2 separate regions of the Gossypium arboreum genome follow, and region 2 is linked to region 1. A link is a contact called in public Hi-C data. All regions are on one chromosome and are shown on one strand. Each heading gives the region's core, a stretch centred on a gene start, on an enhancer-like site or on the middle of the called end of the contact. The rest is flanking DNA. Distances are from core to core; before and after follow the strand shown. Region 1 overlaps LOC108489406 (probable methyltransferase PMT10). Region 2 has its middle 39 kb from the start of LOC108488738.

Evidence for each region. A called contact is a pair of places that touch in the nucleus more often than the background predicts.
Region 2: a Hi-C map of leaf shows a contact between it and region 1, with 4 times the contacts expected there. The contact joins two enhancer-like sites. A contact is called at or near these places in 3 of 5 Hi-C or Micro-C datasets (all in leaf).

Annotation. Positions count from the first base shown.
Region 1 is chr3:124,621,788-124,627,931 of ASM2569848v2, reverse strand. It overlaps LOC108489406 (probable methyltransferase PMT10), which reads right to left. Exons shown (of 9, transcript XM_017793943.2): 8 at 4,538-4,615; 9 at 3,950-4,441. The coding sequence ends at 4,243. It also overlaps the pseudogene LOC108489407. Among protein-coding and RNA genes, the nearest start is that of LOC108489406, 12 kb to the right of the region's middle. Within about 2 kb of position 2,716, at least 2 of the 2 cell types and tissues checked have an H3K27ac peak or open chromatin away from gene starts, as enhancers often do. A contact at or near this core is called in leaf, where this site is marked.
Region 2 is chr3:124,680,507-124,686,751 of ASM2569848v2, reverse strand. No RefSeq gene overlaps it. Among protein-coding and RNA genes, the nearest start is that of LOC108488738, 39 kb to the left of the region's middle. Within about 2 kb of position 2,006, at least 2 of the 2 cell types and tissues checked have an H3K27ac peak or open chromatin away from gene starts, as enhancers often do. A contact at or near this core is called in leaf, where this site is marked.

The DNA of each region.
Region 1 (6,144 bases), core at 1,467-3,966:
TGTTCTCATACCTATCATTAATCAATAAGTGAATCTAGAACCTCAATAAGACAATGTTAAACAACTCCCTATTCAAAATGAGGTAATTGTTCTTGAAGAACAAACTCAACAACCTCAAGAATGAATGTTATTAAAAATGTCCACTAGGGAAAGAGTTATAATGGCTTTAGTGGAATATTTTGATATTACGCTACATCAGATGAATATTAAGTTAATGGTTTCTCAATGGTAACATTGATCATACATTTATATGGTGCAATTAAAAAACTTTGCGTCTGATGATGCAAAGGTAATTATTTGCAGATTAAAGAACTTCATCTATAAGCTTAAGTAGACTTCTCGTCAATAATATTACAAAATTTACCAAATGATTATCTCATTCGATTTAGAGATGAATTTTTTTGATAATCGTATATACCATAAGTTTAGTGGGAGTAAGGTTCTCTATTTGGTTTTATATGTTAATGACATACTTCTTGTCAATAATAAGTATAGCCTCAATCAATGCCCTAAGAATGATTTTGAGATTACCAAAATGCATAAGATTTTTTTACATTTTAGCAATGGAAAATCTAATGTACATTTAGGTTTGTATACATTGGAATATTGTGTATATTATTGGGATGTTAGGCAGATATTTTAAGCAACCCTAGTTTGGACCATTAGATAGCATCCAAAAGGGTTATAAGGTATTTTTTAGAGAACAAAAAATTACAGGCTCACATATCGGAAATCTAATTAGTTAGAGATCATCAGGTATATAAACTCCGGTTTTGATGGAATATGGATACAAGATTTTGTCACTAAGGTGTAAATTGTGAAAATAAATTACAGTCTTTTATTCCAATAGCAACAGGAGCACATTAAAGTCAAAACACATAGACTTTAAGTTCCTGGTTGTTAAAGTAAAAGTTCAGAGTGGTTAGGTACTTATAAAGCATATTAGGACAAACTCCATGATTGCGGATCCGCTTACTAAGGAACTACACCTAAGGTTTTATAAGAGCACATTGCTAATATGGGTGTAATGTCATTTAAAGGATATTTGGTTTTAGTGGGAGTTTGTATTTTTAAATGCTTTTATGTTATAGACACATTTTCAGTTATTTCAGTTTAAAGATAATAAATTTATTTTCTGCAGAAATAAAGTTTATTTGGTTTATTCACACTCTAATTTTGGTAAGGTTTGATCTCACTAAGGAGGACCAGTTGGAAATAGACATGTTTAGATCATATTGCATGTAATTTCCATGCTACACATCCATACTTGATCTATGTCATTTGGTTGTGTTAATATATGTGATCATGGATGGATTTAGTTACGATATATGTAACAAAAGTCGCCTTGGTTCTATGTTAACATAATTAATAGACGAGATTGTTCGGAATACCTTTTGGATATGATAGTAAAATTTTGAGCTCATAAGGTTATATAATGACATGTAATTATAGAGTAATTTGTATATATATGTGGACCAAGTGGAAGATTGTTGGAAAATATGGACATCACATATATAATAAGGTAATTACATGTTATTATTTACTATCATGATATGTTAGCCCAGATTAAAAGTGATCTAATTTGGTTAAAATTTTATTGGGCTTTAATTATTAAATAAAATATGGGTCAAATATGTGTAAATGCTCTAGTAATTGAGTTCTAATCATATTCTAATTAATGATGGGCTAATTAGAATTTGATTAGAATTAATATGTCACGATTATAAATATTAGGGTTATGGTCCCCAAATTACACACAAGATATCTTTTCTAATATCTCATCATTAGGAAAAAGAGAGCAAATATTCTTTGAATTTCTTGTGTGCTAATTTGGAAGATCAAATCCCCAAAATCCGGTAAAACTTTAAAGAATTCATGGATTCAGTGCACGCTTCAGCATCTAGTTACATTATTTATTTATTCTTGATGATTTGACATGATAGATCTTGGTTTACGGTTCTAATTTTATATTAGATACTATTTAAAATTCTAACATGTCATTATAATGGAAGAAGAATGAAAAATATATATATATATATATATATATATATATATAGTGTGAGAGAGAAATAATGTAAATGAAAATAAAATAATTAAAATCATTTTTTAAAAATTATATGATGTGAGGGTTTATTATTCTTGAAATTTTTAATGAAATAACATTTTGATGTCAAATGGGCAATGAAAGAACAGTTTAGGTAGCATGTGACAAAAAAGTTAAAGTATCAACTTGAAAAAAATTATAATTTAGGTATTAATTTGTGAGTTAAGTTTTTTTGTAAATAGAAATTGTTTAAGGTTTGATTAATGAAGGTAGCAACTTGAGGAAAAATAATTTAAATATTATTTATGACAAAAGAAAATTAAGTATAAAAATAAATAAATAATAATTTAATTAACAATTTATGAGTTAAGATTTTTTTAACTATAAAAAGTGTAATACAATTACAAATACTAAGTGTAAATAACTACAAGAATCAAACTATTATAAGGTTTAACAATAAGTAGAAATAAAAAAATCATATTGGGAATCGTTAAAGAAAAAACAGCCAATAGCAAAAGCCGCACATTCTTTCCCGTAGAGCGAAAAAAGGAAAATGAGAAGGCATCGGTGTGACCGGGCGGGCATCAGAGTCGGAGAAGGAGGAGAGCGAGAGCGACACCGAGACGATGAGATGCATATCGTGCAAGGAAATGTACACGGCACGTGACGCCGGGACGTGCAAGGAGTGTTACGAGGAAGCTAGCGAGACCGAGGAAGAACTGAAGCGGGAGATTGAAGATCTCAAAGCCAAAGTCGCCTTTTACGTTTTTGGTCTCCACTAGATCACGCCCACCGTGGTGCCTCCACCTCCCCTGGTCCCCTCTTCCCCGACGTCGTTTTGGTCGCTTCCGATGATGGCTTGCCCCCTGTTCCTGTACCCGCCCATAAAGCCGTTTTGGTACTACTACTTCCACTCCCACCAATTTGCTTCATCTGCTCTAATTTCAATTTCAAATGAAAAAATTGAAATTTTAATGTGACCCAACTTGAAATTTTTGAAAATTACATTTGGATGATGGCTATTTTCTTTTACAGTAGCTAAAAAGCTGGACCTAAGTCAGGAAATGTGTCTTTTAGGAGCATTAATTGTTTGGTTCTTGTTTTATGTATGAATATTTGGATGTGAAGCCAGGTGAACCATTCACCAGTATTCAAAGCAATGCTTGAAAATGAGATGGAAGAAAGCAAAAGTGGAACAATCAAGATCAGTGACGTATCATACGATGCTCTGCGAGCCTTTGTGAACTATTTGTACACTGCAGAATCATGGCTTGATGAGCAAATGGCTTGTGATCTTCTTGTTTTGACTGAAAAATACCAGGTGAAGCATCTTAAAGGCTTCTAGGAAAAGTTCCTGGTATCAAAATTGAACTGGGATAATTCACTCATGACCTATGCCTTTGCTTACTAGCACGGCGCCAAGCTCTTGCTCGATGCAGCTTTGTGTTTGATTATGGACAACATTGATAAGCTTACAAAAAAGGAAGGGTATATGGAACTTGTTGAAAAGGATCCTAGACTCGTTATGGAAATATATGAAGCTTCTCTCTCTAAACAGGTTAATACTGCTGTTCTTAAGGATGCTTCAATAAAATCATAGTTAATTGTGATAAAGGATTTTGCTTTGTTTATCATTTGGATAGTGTGAGTTTGTAATCTTTGTTTATGGATGAACTTTTAGTATGATATGAAAGAAAAAAAAAAATTGATGATCATTTATTGGTGAAATCTTGGGTTACAAGTTGTCAATGGATGGATCTTTTTGTCTCCTTTTATCCCAGAAAAAAGATTGGTAAAATTGTTGTATCCTTCCTAACACATTCTCTAAAAGTTCCTGGCATGATGAAATCACATATTCCTTCAACTGAAACATGGAACAGTTTCCTAAAGAGAATCAGTAAGACATTGACAACTTCAACATGTACTAAAATGGCAAACTTTGTAATGTACAATTACACTTGGGATACAACAGAGAAAAATGAAATCCTTTAATATATGTTCGTCCAAATGTAGTAATACCAATCAGTAATGTTTACTACATACATAGAACAATAGATTATACTTATATTATTTGGAACGAGTTGCAGCTCTTACTTTTTAGTTCAGGGAGTAGCAGCTTCTTTCTATATGTGATTTTGACGTACTTCCCAAAGTTGTGAAGCTAACATGGTTTTACAGATATTCATCAAACAAGCACATCACATACGTTTCTCAGAGATCAAAATTTTCCAGCTCGCTTGTGGACCTTCACCTGTTTCGTGCAGCACAGCCACCCATCCCATTGCAGTTGCTATTTCTTGAAGTTCACCCATAACAGAGATTGAATCTCGTATATATACACGTCCACCAGGTCTCAGCATGCGATCCATCTCTAGCATGATGGTTGACATATTACACCTATATCAACCAGAGAAGGAAAATGACAAACCGTAACTTAAGAATGTGCATTATTATCATAAACTAGGACACAACAGGAAAAGAGGATGAATATACCTCTTTTTCTCAACAGAGAAAAGACCTGCTGCATGTAATAGGTCATAAGTTCTAGGATAAGTATCGAATGGTTCACACCTGGGAAAAGAAATTAAGAATCATAAGTATAAAGCAAGAGGAATATGAAATCATATGTAGAAAGTCTACGGATGAGCTTAAAAGCATTCATAAACTCAGTAATGAATGAGCTACAAAAGAAACCCAAGGAAGACCATGGAAGGCCCTCTTACTTAGTTCTAAGTACTATTACTTGTATAAACATGGTGGAAGGTCCTCCTACTTCCCAGCCAAAAAGGTTTAAAGGTTTCGCAGATTGGTGTCACTAAATGCTATTTTGACAGCTGCTTGACTTAGTTCAAGACTCATCCTGGTTCATTCTAATTAACTGGATGTGCTAACTACCATATGGCTTAGCTAAACATAAATTAAGCCTCAAGCCAAAGCTCAAAGAAGCTGAGTTTTTGGAAATCTATGTATTGAACTTTAAATATTGGAGAGGAAAGGTTTTCCCTTGCCCAAATCAAATATGATGGCTTCCAGAAAAAACATATGAGTAGAAATTTTGATGATGACATCAAAATGATGTCCTTCTCACATTTTGTTGGAATTCCTTAAATTAAGCAGATTTTCTACCTTAGTTCTAGGAATTTCCTTGTACTATTAGCCATAATCAAATTACTAATTTTTAGGGATAGGCTAATTTCTAGAGATTATTTCTTTTTTTTTTTTCCTGCTTTTCTTTAAAAGGCTGTATTAGATTAGAAAAAATAAGAATTATTCTTCTTCCTAAACTTGTTCATGGTATCAAGAGCATCAGGAATCCAATTGATCCTACTCTTTCTTCTCTTTTCTTGTTTTGTTTTCTCTGTTAGAAACCTTACTCCCATGGGTGACACCGAAAATTCCTCTGAGACTGAGATCTCACAAATAACTCAAAATCACAGTCAAGGAATCCCACAAGGTGACCTTAACTCTTCTCTTATAATCACAAATCATCGATTAGATGGAAAAATTTTCCTGCAATGGTCACAATCTGTCCTTATGGTTCTTCTTGGTCGAGAAAAAATTGGATACATTAATGGACAAATTCCTCGACCAGCATCAACAGACTCTGGTTATGCAACTTGGGAGCTTAACAACTCAATGGTTATGGCCTGGCTTATAAATTCGATGGAAGATCATATAAGCCGAACATATCTTTTTTTCAAAACTGCCAAAGAAATGTGGGATGCAATCAAGGAGAATTACTCGGATCTTGGAAATGCTTCCCAAGTATTCGAGATCAAATTAAAGTTGAAAGATATTCGACAAGGAACACTTGAAGTCACTCAATATTACAACAGCCTAAAGATCTTATGGCAGGAGTTAGACATGTATTATGAAGCTGATTGGGGCGAGGGCTCGGAACACACCAAGTTCATGGATCATCTTAACAAAGAGCGTCTCTATGAGTTCCTAGCAGGACTAAATCGTGATCTTGATGAAGTCCGAGGATGAATACTAGGCAGAACCACACTGCCAACCATAGGAGAAGCATTTGCTGAAGTAAGGAGGGAAGAGAAACGACGTCTTATTATGTTGGGAGACACAAGAGAACTAAAACCATT
Region 2 (6,245 bases), core at 757-3,256, 60 kb before region 1:
TTCTATAGAAATTTGATGAATTCAAGCTTGGGGATGATGATAAAGGACTAGATTGTAAAAGAAATAAAAATTTCTTTCTTCCCCAAATGCTCGTAACGTGTAAGAGAAGAAGATGATGATGGAGAATCTTCCTTATCTTTCTTTTAAAACATCATCATCATTATAATAATAAAATAAAATATTATAACTTATTCATAAAACTTTATCCATCGTCATTTTCCACTAGATCTTGATAAAATTGCTCTTCACGTCCTCACATATTTCACCATTAATTCAATTTAATCTTTTTTACTTTTAATTTCTCACTTTCACCCCAATACTTTATAAAACCTTACAATTTAGTTTATAGATCGGTCTTTTAAATTTTCTTAAGTCTCCTACTACTTTCTCCTCTAACACTTATAAATCTCATTTTACTTATTCTGAAAACTTCGACTCGTAATTGGTCAAAATAATTTTGTTACAACCAAGAGGTTTTCATGGATGTTACATTGGAATTGAAGTTGGCCATTGGCACAAGTTTAAGAATTATTTGATGCATAATTGAAGTTGGCCTTTAAGTTATGATGAAGAAGAACAACACAATAAATTGATTTCTCTCTCTTGAGCTTTTTCCCTAATTATACAAACTGTAAATGATGAAGGCTATAATTTTTATATGTGTTTTTATGTATAACCCTATTAAGTAAAAAAAAAAATCAATTTATAATAATAAACCTTTAATCTGGTACATCCATAAAGTAACATGATTTAATTTCGTAAAACTCTTATTCCTGCCATTTCAAGGTGGGTTTTGTTTGGAAGATGGTGGATTTCGAGCTGAGCATGTTGTCTTCCACTCAAGATAATTACAGAAATAAACATATATAATTTTACGTAAGACGTTATGATGTATTGCATTATTGAATGGAGGTCAAATACATCATTTACTTTGGGGACAAACAAAACTATCTTGAAAATTTCAAAATATAATATCACTATATTGAGTCAAAGTGGAGGCATGCGAAAAACCTACTCTGCCCACCTCTCTCAATATGCGTCAATAATGGAGATTTTAACAATGGACGTCCAAGAGCCAATGAAATGAACTTCAACGTTTATTTCTCTCCTAGAAGTTTCCCTTGCAATTCAACACTTATGATCAATTATATTAATTTGATTTTTGTTATATAATTATAATAAAAAATCTCGACCTAAAATTTAACTCGAGATATGACCCTATATAATAAAATTCTGCAAATATCTAAAGGGGAATAATATGCTTTTTCTATACTTCTCCTCCACATTTGTCGATATAATGTATCAATAATTTTATATTAACCTATATATTTATGCACTTTCATTGGATATTGTGTCTTTTTAAAAAGAAAATAAATTTATTTTAGCGAAATATATTTATTTAATATAAATTCTAAATATTAAAAGCAAAAAAAAAAAAAAGATAAAATTGAGTTTTGACTAAATTTGTGAAAAGGCCATTCCAGTAAGCTTGGATAAAATTGAGTATTGACTAAATTGTGAAAGGGCCATTCCAGTAGGCTTGGCTTGCCAATAATTAATTACTTGATGCTGAGAGAATAAAATTTTGGAGAGGTGATTAAGATTAGACAGTTGAAGTGGTAGGGTTCAGAATGTTTTAATTATTAAAAAATCTTCTACCTATAGCTTTGCGCAGAGCGGAGTAGTGCTGTTGAACCATGTCATTCAGCAACTGCTCTTCCTTTTAAAAAGGAATATAAGCTATTCATCGGAATTAATAAAAGACTGAGCAGCAATGCTTAAAAGTGATATGAAATTTGCAGGGAACAATAAAATGAAAACGAATGTTTATGATTAAAAACCCAAAGCAGAGCTCATCATAAAAGCCCAAAACCAACAAAAAATCTCAGACTTTCAACAGAGTATGAAATTGAAATACCAGAGGCGGATGGTGGTAGTACAAGTTGATGATGGTTTTAGGGAATTGATGAGGGAATGGAGCATCATCTTCTTCACAGATCTCTTCTTCTTTGGAAATAGGCCTCCACACATTGGCTTCCAATTCATGATTTGTTGGGCAGGATTCACTCCCTCTGGGAAAACCTTCATCTCTCAATTTTACTAACAAATCAATTGAAGTAAATGATACATAAGTAAGCCCGGGTTGTATTGAGGTACAGCTGACTTCATCCTCAATTTCTCTCATACGTCACACCCGGCCCCACCTGTCTTCCTCCGCATTGCCAGATGCTGATCAATTTCATCCTTTCATTTCATTTCTTCTTATTTTTAAGTATTTTTTATCTTAATTTATTGCCACAACACATGATATATCTATTTTTTTTATTTTTAAATAGAATATCAATAATACATTATTTGCATAGTATCAATAATTAATTAAACTTGGTAAATTTAAATATTTAAAATATTTAAATTACAGGTTGTGCTCTAAAATTGATAAAATTTTAACAATTAAAAGTAATATCATATTATTAAATATTTTATTCTTTTAGCTAATATTAATATTATTTCAAAGATATAAACTATTTATAAATTTAAAATAATTTTATTATTAATTAAAATTGTTATTTAAGTATAAAATTAAAACCAAATTTTAAATAATAATAATTAAAATCAATTCTTAATTGGTCATCATTATACAATTTTTCTTAAATTAATGATTATTTATAAACTATTTATTTTATCATAGGCCTTATATTCGCTGAATAAACTTGCTTCTAATTTTTTGTCAAATTGAAATAGTAATTTTAAAGATGAACTTGAAACAATAAAATACAGATTTATAGCTTTCTGCGAATGCGTAAATTTCTCTTTAAAACCATCCATGTTTTTTTTTTAAACTATTTAAAAGTGTTCAAACATTCCTAAATCATAATTTAAGCCCTCAGTATTTCCACCTTTGTAAAAATTAGGAAACCCTTTATTAGAAATACAAAATTAGACCCTATCATTTTTTAAAAACATGTCGATTTCGTATAAATTCAATTTGATTGTCTATCTGCATGTCCAGACACGATATTTAACAGACAATGAAATAGAAACAAAAAATAAAGGAGTAAAGAGAAATTTTGCACATAGTCATTTGTTAAAGCAATTCGAAAACAATCCTACTGTGCGAAGCCTCACTTACTTAATGATTTTTATTCAACAATCTTTCAGATTACCTATTTGTTTTAGCCCAATTTATCGGCCATTTTACCCAAAAAGGTTCTTTTATAAATTTAATTACGGAAATGGGCTGTTTATTGAGTTATTTACTGGATTAGGCCGTTTTTCACGAAAACATGTCCACATCAGCATGCTTTAGAAAACTATAAAAGACCCCCCCCAAAATCATTTTTTTTTCACACAAATCTCTCATAATTTCTATAATTCTCTCAAAATTCCTTTCCCTTCATTTATTTTTCACACAATTCTCTCATAATTCTCAACATTCTTTCAATATTCCCTTCAAAAATCTATCAAATTTCATTGAGATTTTCTCAAAATTCTATCAAATTTCTTTGTTTAAAATTTTTTTGAATTTAATTTTTTTAAATTAAAAAAACCGATCGTGTTAGTAATGGCCAGAGAATTAATCCATCTCGATAATAAGCACATCTCCATTGATCAAATGACAATGGTAAGTGATAATTTTAAATTTTCAATTCTATTCGATATTTTTTAATTTATGCAAATTTAATTAAATTTGCAATTCTATTTGATATTTTATTGATTTATGCAATTATAATTAAAATTTCAATATTGCTTGATTTTTTTATTTATGATGTTTGTATTAATTAATTTATGCAATTTTAATTAATTTTTGTTTTATAAATTTTTATAATAGTCTGTAGGTCGGGTGTTGCAATGCTACATCCGTAATATATTTGGTCCTCCATCGCCGTTGATCGAGAATTACTTGCGGGAAGCGAGATTTTGGCACGTGGCCACGATAGGCCGGGGGTGCAAGTTGGACCCGAAACTAATCAGTGCATTGATAGAGAGGTGGAGACCCGAGGCGCACACTTTTCATCTTCCATGTGGAGAGTGTACTATCACTCTAGAAGACGTGCATTTGCAATTGGGATTGCCGGTGGATGGGTACGCAGTCACCAGGTCTGCATCATATACTGATTAGGGAGCCGTATGCTATCAGCTTTTGGGTACTATACAGGATAATATTAAAGGAGGTCGGATCGAGATGGGCTGGTTACGAGACACATTCCCAGAGCCGGATAATGATTTGACTGAACTCAAAAGAATACGATATGCTAGGGCATACATTCTTGAGATGATTGGAGGTTATCTGATGCCGGACTTGTCACGAAACCTCGTACATCTGAGATGGCTGCTGCTGAAACTCGTAGATTTTAAAGCAGCTGACGAATTGAGTTGGGGGTTTGCCGTGTTGGCAACATTGTACAAGGAAATGTGCGGGGAGACGCGACCGAACAAAGCTAAAATAGGAGGTTGCCTATCACTACTGCAATCATGGGCACGGTTTCGCTTTCCATTTTTACGCCCTCAAGTGGATCACCCATATACATTTCCACTCATAACGAGGTAAATTTTAAATTAGATTTTACAATTATTACGTAGATTTAGAATATAATTGTATGCTAAAAATTTATTTAATTAGATGGAACCATTCGGCGAGTTATGTCGGAATACCTACCTCTCTCGAAGATATACGGCTTCTATTAGACCAACGATCGGAAGCAAAAGTAAGTATTAAATAAAATATATATACATAATGTAATAGGCCCATTTCGCCCGGGCCCATACCAAAACCAGAATGAAAAAACAAAACAAAATAACAAAATAAAATCCAATAATAAGTGTCCAGTCCATTTACAAATTACACTTATGGCCCAACAGACCCAATAAACTTAATTACATAGCCTATTTACAAGAAAACTATCACAGCCCAAAAATTTAACCCAATTGAAACCCGACCCAGGTGGCCCAATTTTCGGTTTCAGGGACTGAAACCCTAGGACCAATATTGCAGCCTCCTCAGCGAGGGTTTCCAGCACCACAGAGTCCCGAGTCTCGACACGTCACCATGTACGGCTTCTCCACGCCGTGCATGCCTACAAAACAAATTGCCAGTACACAAATAACGACAGATAACAAAAATACAACAAAAAAATAATAAAGATTTTTTTATTTATTTTTCTTGAATATTCTTGATGTATTTTGGCTATAAAAAGCCATTATAAACACTATTTTTTTACAAAATACTAGATACAAAGAAAAAGCAATGAAAAACTAAGGTGATTTCATATTCATTTTTCCGTGTTCTAATTTAGTTTTTTTTTTCTTCTTTGTTCTTACATATAGATTTTTCACAGAAAAAATAGTGAGAAAGGGACTTACCTTAATGCTGGCTCCTTTATGTCCTTGCTTGCTTCGTCGTAATCGAAGCTTAAGCGAGGATCTTAAAGCTTCTGAGCAAGACTCTCGGACTCGTGGTCAAACAAGGCCAGATTAGGCTTTCATGCGATGTTCATTTGCAGAATATTAAGACAAATCGGCAGTTGAAAGATGCCTTAAGTTCGGCCGAATGAATAAAGGGGAATAAGCTTTAGGTTTTTTTATTTTTGATTTGCATTTAAGTGGATGAGTGTTAATTTTAAGGTTTTCTTTTCCTTTCTTTTGATCTGGTGTTAACAAAGTGAAACGTCGTTGTTTGTAAACAAAGATCTGCGCGTTGACCCGTTTGAAGGGCCGGATCCGCGCCTTTTCACCTTGAAAGGTCAACTTGCGCGACGAGTCCCTCCTATCCTGCATTGATCTGTTTTTCGGCCTTGATTCTGTTTATTTGTTTTTACATTTTCCCTGTGATTTACGCATTGCTGCAATTTGGTCCTTGTTTAAATGCCGCGTTTCAAAGCTTGGGATATTTGTATTTTGGATCCCTGACCATTGGTGCATGTTTCATCTTAGTCTAATCTTTGGTTTTATTAATTTTATTTGTTTATGGATTGTCCTTTTAATCTTATTTTTATTTCAATTGAGTTTTTTTTAATTTATGTTTTTATTCGCTTTTATTTAAGATTTTGTTTTTTTTTAAATTATCTTAACATAGTTTTTTAAATATTGCTTTAATTTGTTTTTCATTCATTTGTATAATTGTTTCTTTAAATTGTTCTATTATGTAATATTTCTATTTTAAAATTTTCTTTATACATGTATTTTGTTTTCAAAATTTATACATTATACATTATATATTATTTTAAAATTTATATTATACATTATTT